Linked DNA regions of Mus musculus: region 2 is linked to region 1. The links are chromatin contacts, called in public Hi-C maps. All regions are on one chromosome and are shown on one strand. Each heading gives the region's core, a stretch centred on a gene start, on an enhancer-like site or on the middle of the called end of the contact. The rest is flanking DNA. Distances are from core to core; before and after follow the strand shown.

Region 1 (4,909 bases), core at 1,604-4,103:
GTTTGTTGCCATTGCTTGAAATTCCTGCCCAAACTACATCCAAAATTCAACTGCTTCTGGCTTCTTCAAGGCTGCATCATCCTGAGAAACCACAAGGCACTATCACCCTCCAGGAGTCTACAATAGCTCCTTCCGTGGTCACTGATGGCATTTAACCCCTATATTACAAAGATTTTTCAACCCTTCAAACTTCCTTAAACTCTCAGAGTTTGGTTGATACTGTTTTGAAATTTTATTCATTTATTTGGCAGGGGGTGAGGGGAGGGGAAACAAAAACATAAAGCACCCAAGATTTGACTCTGAAAACCTAAGGCAGAAAGATTAAATCTTAACTTCTGGATGGGGAAGCAGCTCACACACAAAGATAAAAAACTCTCTGGATTCTCAGGAGGCCCTCAGGGTCTGGTGGCAAGAGTTACTTCCTCTTTTCTGTGGAGGACAAGGAAGGACTTCCCCTTTCAATGACAGCCCAGATAAGATGAAAAGGATGTGGAGAAAGTCAAGTGGGGAGGGACCATGGAGGTGACACATACCAGTCATTAAAGCAGCTAAGTCAGGTGCAGAGTACAGGGCCCTACAGCACCTGTAAGAAAGTGCAAGACTTGGCCCTGGCCTCCCAAGATGTGGGGAGCATGTGTGGGAAGGGCAAGAGAGGGCTGTGGGCTCTAATCCAGCTAGCCTGGAGTGTTCATCTCATATCTAAGGGCAACAGGGAAATAATAAAACAATTCAGTGAAAGAAGACTTGGTCAAGTTTTGCTTCACACACCAAAAAATGTCTTTAATGGGAAAATGAGGGGTTAATGTTAGAGGTGGGGTAACTGAGGAGACAGAGAAAACTCAGAAGCTGGACATAGCTCCAATGGTGAGGAGAAGAAGCATTTAGAAGGAAGAATCAGCAGCCGCAGGAGAGAGGACGAAAGGGAAATGCCAGCAACTCCAGAATCCCAAGGTGACTCCATCAGCTGGGCAGTGGGAGAGGAGGATGGAGCCAGAACTGAATAAACTTAAGGCATGGAGTCTTTGGAGCTAGCCTTGTACCTTTCTTCTTTTCTTGGATTATTGGTGCTGGAAAGAACCCCAGAAATCAGTTCACTCACATCTCCACCTTTGACAGCCCCCCCACCCCACCTTTGCCTCTTTCTGTAAGTTTTTTGCTCCACTGAGCCTTTAAAAGCAGGTATACCCTGCAAGCTCTGCTCTCTCCTCTTCTGACTGTACTCTGGATTCATGGCTCCATCCACATCTCCACCTTCAGTGGACATCGGGAAACAGAAGCTTCTGGCAGGAAACCCGCTATCCTGAGGCCCCACTCCCACTCACCCGCTATCCTGAGGCCCCACTCCCACTCACCCACTTCTCACAACTCTCAGAAGCCTTCATCCCAAATTCTCCTCACTCTCTGGTTCTTTCTGCCTTAGGAAGCTTCCCAGAGGCCCTCGCCAAGCAGTTGAACTTATACAGAGAAATTTCAGTGACTCTATTTACCTTGTAATTCCTTGGTTAAGTTTAACCATAATTTATGGCACAGTGCTTTCAAGTATTTTAGCCCCTGTGTGGTGGGATTAGGCTGATGAGGATAATTCTTATCAAATCAAATAAAAATATGGCTTTCCTGGAGAAGGGCCCAACATTAATCCCACCATCAACACAAACCCATCAACACACACACACACACACACACACACACCTGATGTTCTTGGAGCAAAACCAGAAACATCTAGGGATACTTTAAATTCCATGTAAAGGGCCAGGGGTCTGGCGACCATCTAACCATGGTGTTAATGCTTTAGTGACTGTGGCAAAGCCAGGGCCCCAGTGAGGTCATAGGGATGCCTGGCTCCATGTTCATCTATTAAGTGTGCATGCGAGGCAATTTCAAGAACAAAAACAAGTGATAACTTTTAATGTCAGGGCATGGAAGTAGAGAGCTCCAGGAGGTTGGAAATTATGGCCCCTGCTTCACTGTATAGAGAGATCTCTCTTAGCTCTCTAATCCTTTCTGTCCTTTTCCTTCATCTGTAAAATTGGGATACAAGTATTCATTGTAGGATCACATGCAAATTAACTAGTCAATAATAATCTGTTTAGGTCAAATGGGATGCTTGCTTAGAGCTCAATTTTTAAAAATTCAAATCCATGCCATTTCATGCATGTCTGCTTAGAAATTCAGTCCAATATTTACTCAGTCTGTTTTGAACCCTCATGTGATGAATGTTGCTGAGTGCTTACAGTTTCTAGTCAAATACAAATAACTTTCAGAGAGTAAGTAGTGGGTGCCTGTCATCATGGTAATTGATGGTGTTTTCACTTCAGGGTGTGGGCCTGATACGCACAGGGCTCAATGGGGAAAGTAAATGAACTGACTGGACAAAATCTCTTGCCCAGTACTTCTGCTACTCATAACTCAGTACTGCCAAGTTGTCTCCGTCTTAGCAAGAGGGAATAGCTACACACACACACACACACACACACACACACACACACACACCACTGGTTAAGTTGATTCCTTGATTTTTATTTGCTATTAATAAATTAAAATGTATGGCTCTGTGGCTTATCATTACAATTCTTTAAGAAGGTCAGGTCTTCAATAATTCCATGAGGAAGGATAAATTCGTACACCTAAACAAAGGACAATTTGCATTGCTATGAAATGCAAGTCTCTCCCTGTTGTCAATGTCTAGATCCCACACTGCCCTGAGAGGAAGCTTGCAGGGGCACAGGCATACTGTATTTCAAATGGAGATTTTATGTAAGCTTATTTTTATAGTGATTCCAAGAGTAGCTGCTCTGCTTTTTATCTATGCAAACTGGAAATAAAGTAGGCACCCTGCCAGGTCCACAACAGCAGGCCAGGCCCAGGCTACCACGGGTGACTCATACAATGACATCTAAAGGCTCCAGAAAAGAACCCTGACTAATGGCTTTTGGATTCCATGTGACCTTTGATCCTCAATGCCTTCAACCAAAATAAATGACCCAATTTCAAGAAACTCCATCCAGTATGTGACCCTAATGAGTGAAAATTTACCTGTTCCACAGTGATTAATAGGTACTTGTTACTTATCATAATTCCTTAAATCTTAGCCAAACTAGGGCGAATTGACTTTTCAGATGTTCATATTTTAAAACAACTCACTTTCCAGGTAGGTGCAAATTTGAGAGTGCAAGCGTGTAAGTCAGAAGTTCACTACAGAGCAAATGAAAAATATGCATACAATTCTCCCCAAAACATGTCACTGCCTCAGTACTTACTGATGTAGTGACTACGGACTGACAAAAGCCATTGGTCTCCAGGGATACAGCAGGACTGTGGGGATGTCCACAAGCACTGCACACTCTGCCCTCACACCACAGTTAACTTCCAGCTCTGGACAGCATCCCCAGAACACTGATGGGAGATGGGAGCACAGCCTCATCTATAACTAGACCATCATTGCAACCTTTCCATCTGCCCAGAATGTCCAAGTACACTGTCAATAAGCCAGACAAAACCACCCTCATTTCTTTGTGAAAAGAAGCCAAGCTTTTGGCATGTTTGACATACTCATGAAAGCTATTTGATACCCAAAGGGAAGTTGTTATACACTGAAAAATAATTGAGGATTGCAAAAGAAACACAAAACACCTTGGTCTGACTGATAAAATGAAAATGACTGTATTTTAAACCAGAGTTAGGAAATTATAAAAATCAAGAAAAAAATCACCTTTCTATTTAATATTTGTCTTTTGGCATGTGTCTCTGAGATCTTGGCTAGGTAAGGTATCGCCAGTGAGCCAAGAAAATGGACATCATTGGAAGCTTGCTAAAAATCCCTATCCTTGAATCAGAATTTGTGTTTTTTAAAAAGGATCCCCAGATAATTTGAGGTCTATTAAAATTTCAAGGATCATTTCTATAAAACTAGGCAAATAATCTTCAAGTTGGTCATAATTTCTACTTTCTGAAGTTTTAGAAAACAGCCTTTAACTTTTAAAGACCATTCTTTATGCTTCCATGACTTTCTGAATGTGCTCAATGTAAGCCTCATGATACAAATACAAGAGGATGCTATGATTATATATTATAAATGCTGTATGGAAATAAAAAATCATGACAGTGTCTTCTATGAAGAATCTAGACAGTTGCTCTGTGTCTTTGCATTGCATCACCTCAGTGATTTTATTTAACATAGCATCACCTTTATATATGATGTTTAGTATGCAGAGGCAGTCTGGACCATGTCTGCCTATTCTAGGTAAAGAAGGGAAGGGAAGCACCAACCACCGAGATGGGGACTGAACAAGAAGGTAAACAGCTCACTGCAAGCCACCAACATGATAATGTCAACACAACCACACTCTCTAATGAGCAAGTCCACATGAATCTGCCTCTCAACCTGTCTCTTGTCTCCTACCCCCAGCACTCAACAAACTTACTATGATATGATATAAATTGTCTTGAAGGTAGTAATTGATTTTTTTTTTTTTTGTCTCTCACTATGTGGCTCTGGCTATCTTGGAACTTGCTAGGTAGACCAGGCTAGCCTTGAACAGAGATCTGCCTGCCTCAACCTCCTGAGTGTTGGGATTAAAGGTATGAGCCACTGCACCTGGCGTAATTCATTTCTCTAAACATGAACAATGACTATGAAAGTGAACAGTTCTGTGTTACAGACAACAGAAATACAACAGGCATCTGTATATTTCTGGAAGCTGATTCCAATCTTCAGATTAATTTTAATATTCTACACCCTGTGACAGCCCATCTATGTAACATGCTACTTCTGCTAGTTCAAATATAAAAGATAACATTTGTAGCCCAGAAGTTAATTGAATTAGGCCATATTTGAGTGTTATTTTCAGGCATTTTCCAAAGGCTCCGAGTATCTATGCCTTAATTAAATTTAATTTGGTCTTCGTGTATA
Region 2 (5,225 bases), core at 786-3,285, 600 kb after region 1:
TCCATCAAAAGTGTGGACCTAGAAAGAGCCAGGCGCTCCTCAGTGCAGCCCAGAGCTTATAATATCTGGGCGAGTTTGCATAAAACAGATTTACATAACCATATAGCTTTAAAGCCTATGTATGTCTCTCATGCAGGCAGGGAGCTCAAATGAGACAAAAGAGACTAAATTAAAGATGTGAAACTAATTTGGAGCACAAAGTATATCAGCTAATTCTAAATAAAACCACTGCCATGGATTTATATGTCAATATTGCAGACATATCCAATGACAGACACACCAGGGCTGCACTAACAGGGTTTTCATGGTTTATAAATGTGAACATCATAACAAGAAATAAGGTTTCTGGGCTAAAAAGTTGATTAGCATTCCCCCGGGGAGGGGGCTGGAGTCTTGTATACTCCCCAGTTATATTTCGATATCAACCAATGCATGGCAAAGAGAGAAAAGAATACCTCTATGCAATTCGAAAAATTATCTGAAACCTTCAGCTTCATAAATATAAATATGTAAACAGACAGCATAACTCTCTACACACTGGCAAGAAGAACCTCCGAATTTATACTGTACGCTTAAGAAGACATCAGCTTAATCAAAAAGATCTTTTCCCAACATATGGCAGAAGGGAAATTATTATAAATGGGGTAAAAAGTATGTTCATAAGCTTTACTTCACGGGGGAAGAATGCTGAGGAGAGGGGCGGCGACATTCTTCTTGCATATGTTTTTCTTGTAGAGAACAATGTGGGAAAGTCTCGTTCTCCTTGAATCTAAATGTTCATTTTATGGAAGCAGCAACATTCGGCCCAGTTATTAGCAAAGGAGTTTTGTTGCTTGATAAAGTCTAATTTTAAAATGCTCACTTCCAAAAAAACATTATGGTGTCAATTGCAGTACCCTTCAGCAATCCTGTAATAACTTTATTCAACCATTTCTAATTATAATTATATTTTCAATTCCTTTTAGCTATAGAAACTCTTTATCAATCAGAGCACAAGACAGAAAATTACTTTATTACAGCTACAGCTCGTTAAGCTGAGTGCTCTTAATGAAGCAGCCTCATAATCAGATGAAAATCATGCTGGAGAGAACTTGCATCATTAGTCTGGGCCTTAATTACCAAGAAATATAGTCACTAACAATGATATTCCATCTCATGATATGGTGCATGCACCTTCTACACTAGTTGCAATTAATAATTCCACTGACTGCTACAGAATCTCTCCTATTTATTCATAACAATGGAGGGGGGAAATTCTAAATTTAATTGAGCGCTTCAGATTGTACTTTCTCTCCCTCTCTCTTGCGTTCAGATTAAAATGTCACAAGGCTAATATTCTATCTTACAATAATTCATCATTTTAATTACATATTTTATGTATGTGAAATGTCTTTTTCGGCTTTATAGTATAGGTTGACATTTTGGGGGGACGCATCGGGAAATGGGTGGCCTCTCATGAAGGTGGCTCCTGCTGCCCAGGACTGCATTCACAATTCAAAAAAAAAAAAAAAAAAGTGCTGTCATCAGCTCATCCGTTTCATCTGCGTTGGGAAAAGCTGGCTTCAGGAAAAGGGTCCTTCGCCAAAATGGCCTCGGTGTGTTCTGATAGGCTTGGGATAGTGGGGTGGCGATGCCGGGGTGGGCAAGGCTGTGTCACTGGCCTCTTTGTTAAGCATGATTGATCACAGACAGAATCGGTGACTTCCCTTTGTGAAAGCCGGCTTTCTTCTGCAGCTTCATTTCACACTTCCCTTGCCCCTCTCTCACCAAGCCCCTTGCTTCTGGCCTCCGGTGAAATGCTGGGAGAAGGAGACCATGCCTCCGGGCTGCCCACTGGATCAGCACATGGCTCACCCATCTCTGGATCCCAGAAGATGCCCATCTAAATTCTCATGTTCTCTACTGACAGGCTTAAGCCGGAAACATGGGGCCATGGCGACTCTGCTCCTGGTTTTCAAACACAAATTAGGTTCTTGGGTGCAGGCAAAGCGCACCAGAAAGGGCAGAGGGCAACGGACTTGGCAGAGATAAATGAGATCGCTACTTGACCTCCAACCCAAGGATGCCTAGCGCTGAACTTCCTGTCTGACACAGCCTTTTCACGGGAATTGTTGCCAAAACAGCTGATTCGATTCATCCAGGCTACACTTTCCCCCAGCGTCTGCCTTCTGAACACCAACAGCTTTGACAAATGAAACTGAGAAAAGAGAATGACTTGGAAAAACCCACAGCCCACAAGTAGAGGGGCTGGCTAGGATCTAGGCGAATGCTGCCTTTATAGAACCTTAGCATCCCGTTTCTACACCACCAGTGTAAAGACCCTCTATTAAAAGTTCCTTGGCTTCACGCTGAGTTTTCTTAAGTAAGCAATGACAGAGTTCAGAAGCCACCCATAAGGAAGAAACTGTCCTCTCCACCCAAATCCAAACCCAAATCATATCAACAGCAGAATAAAGTAACAAGACGAATGACTGCCACCAAAAGCTCCCTTAAAGGCAGAAGCTGACTGTATTATTCAGGACCCTTGGCCCTCCTGTCATGGCTAAGGGTTCAAACAAAGTAGCATTTGGCGTGACAATTCACACAGACTCCACAGGCAAAGGGAGTACTGAACAGGGGTCTTGGAGAAGAGAGCCCCAAGAAGAGATGGGGCAGAGCAAGAGAATTGGGGCCACCTGGAAAAGCGTCTTAAGTGAACAAAAGGAGACTGACCTGGGCCAAGGAAGAAAGAGGCAGGCCAACAGCAGGAAATGAAAAGCAGCCTGGGAAGACAGCAGAGGAGAGAGCAGTAATCAGAACCACACAGAATATTTCCATAGGAAAAATGCTTGGCATTCTGCTAAGCCCGATGGCTTGCAAAACAACTGGGGATGTACACTGATCCCCAAAGACAAGTGGATCCCATGGCCTGGCCTGATGCCTTCAGAAGCAACCACTGGTGAGCTAAGGAAGAGCTGGCAGAAAATGGCTGAGTCCCACAGCCTCCTAAGTCACTCCATGTTGGCTTCATCCGAAGCCTTCCACCATTCCTTAAATCTTCCTTTTGACGTCATTCTGTATAGACACAGAAGTGACTATGGATATTTTTCATTCGGCTATGGCTGCTTACAGGTACAGCCCCTGCAGAGCACTGGACCTTTGAGGCTACAGCCAACATTCTGCTATCCTGTCTCAGCATCTTTGACACCCATTTCCTAGGTGGGAATAAGAGGAGATCCTGGCAGCCACATCTGAGGAGAACGGAGATACTTCACCTGAGGGTCACCTAGCTAACGACGTCATCATCCTTCCCCGGTCCAGCAGCTGCAGCATGAGATCATCGTGGGCCTACCACTTACCAGCTGGTGACCTTAGGAGGATGATTTAACTTCTTCTGTGCCTCTGCGCCTCAGGCCCCAGCCTGCCTGAAGTAAGGGCAGTGATGTCGGATTTAGAAGTCTGTGGCAAAGGGGTTCTGGGATGAGATAAAAGTGTATAACAAGAACCTCAGACAGGAGGTTCCAGAGCCCAGGTAAGATGGTTTAAATAAGAACATCCACCCATCTACCCATAAGCTCAGGTATTTGAACACGTAGTTCCTAGTTGATGTATTTGTTACCTTGTGAGGTCTCAGCTTCCTGCTGCCATGTCTGCCTGCTGTCATGCCTCCCTTCCATGATACACTGTTAGCCCTCTGTGATCATGAGTCCAAATAAACTTCTTCCATTCTTTGGGCTTGATCATGGTGTCTTATCGCAGCAATAGAAAAATTAACTCATCTGTCATGACCCATTGAAACCATTTAGCCCAAGTTCTCCCATTCTGAACCAAGTAGATCAGGATCTATGGGTAGTATTGTCAAAGCTCTGTGCGAGATGGTGTAGGCTACTAGGGCTGAGTCTCACTGATGCTGAGTCTTGAGTTCTATGTGTGATTTTACAATGTGGATATACCTGTGGAAAGGCATGCATGTTAGCAAGTGTGAAGTCCTTATCTAGATTTCTGAGAGAGCCACAGGAATCTTGTAGTTTTCTTTTTCAAGACTTGAGGGTTGGGAGCATTTATGACCCCTGAATGAAAGCCACAGCCTTGGCTGATGGAAGGTGTCTGTTGACTCTTCCAGCTGGCAATGTGCCCCATCTCCACCACACAGAGCAGACTACATGCACCAAATGTTCCTGTACTACTGGCACCTGTGACTTGCAAACACTTCTTCCTGGGGCCAGGATATGCACATTTCACCCATGAGTAGCAGGGCTGAGACTGCCTCCCTGTGGCTTAATGAGAGCCGCCAGCATATAACCTGCCCTAAGCAGTAAGGGCCACAGAGGGAGGAAGGTCTGCCACCCAGTTCTAAGGGTGAGGACCAGCTTGCTGGGATACACAGACTAGAAACAAAGTCCTCAGATATTCTGACGACTTTGACAGATGTTTGATACCTGCATTTGCAGGTTCTTGGGACACTAAAAATCTCAACTACTTAGATCCTTCAAACCTAAATAAATCTGCCAGGTGTTCCAAAGACAATCCTCCATTTATGTATTTGCTTTAAATATTTAAGAGACTTCCGCCACAAAAGACCTTGGAGACCATGCATGAGATGATAGAAAACCACAATTAAAAAAAAGAAGAAGAAGAAAGAAATTAAGAGCCCCAAGGAATATCTAAGCCCATCAATCAATCACTCCACCATCTTCTTCTGGCAGGAAGGGACTTGCTTGGGGCTGCGATGGTTGAGAGAACCATAAAGGGGGACAGTTCGACTCAGAGCTTAGGTGAACACAGCCTCCATCTGCCCTAGAGGGGACGCAGAAAGCAGAGGAGGGACTTTCCCTCTGCCAGTCTGAGACATCAAGCCCCCATACTTTCTGACTTTAACCATACACCCCACCCCACAAAGAGATCATGGGGGAAAGGAAGCAAAGAAGACAACAACTGTCAGCAGTGAGTGAGAAATAACACCCTCAGCTTCAGACGAGGATCTTAAAAATAAGAACCAACACAGCAAGGGACTTGAAATCAAACCCAGAAAGACGAATACAGTCAGAGCCCATTGGCCTGAGCTTCTGAGAACAGCCACTTGCATGCAGACAAAGTGCAGTTGTGTCACTGGGGACTATGACAGAGGAATGGAGATTTGGTTATTGCTGAGGGTTCTCACTGGAGCCCGTGAAAAGTTCTGGAGATGGGCAGTGTTAATGGTTATGCAATACCAATGCCACTGAAGGGAAAAAAAAATGGTTACA

What was found. A called contact is a pair of places that touch in the nucleus more often than the background predicts.
Region 2: a contact with region 1 is called in a Hi-C map of the N1E-115 cell line, with 4 times the contacts expected there. The contact joins two enhancer-like sites. A contact is called at or near these places in 1 of 484 Hi-C or Micro-C datasets (the N1E-115 cell line) and 1 of 115 datasets of contacts at active chromatin or transcription factors (extraembryonic endoderm stem cells).

Annotation. Positions count from the first base shown.
Region 1 is chr11:18,924,673-18,929,581 of GRCm38.p6, forward strand. The region is part of intron 8 of Meis1 (Meis homeobox 1); the gene reads right to left. Among named protein-coding and RNA genes, the nearest start is that of 8430419K02Rik, 50 kb to the left of the region's middle. Within about 2 kb of position 2,854, at least 39 of the 459 cell types and tissues checked have an H3K27ac peak or open chromatin away from gene starts, as enhancers often do. A contact at or near this core is called in the N1E-115 cell line, where this site is marked.
Region 2 is chr11:19,529,731-19,534,955 of GRCm38.p6, forward strand. No RefSeq gene overlaps it. Among named protein-coding and RNA genes, the nearest start is that of Gm39601, 86 kb to the right of the region's middle. Within about 2 kb of position 2,036, at least 34 of the 459 cell types and tissues checked have an H3K27ac peak or open chromatin away from gene starts, as enhancers often do. A contact at or near this core is called in the N1E-115 cell line, where this site is marked.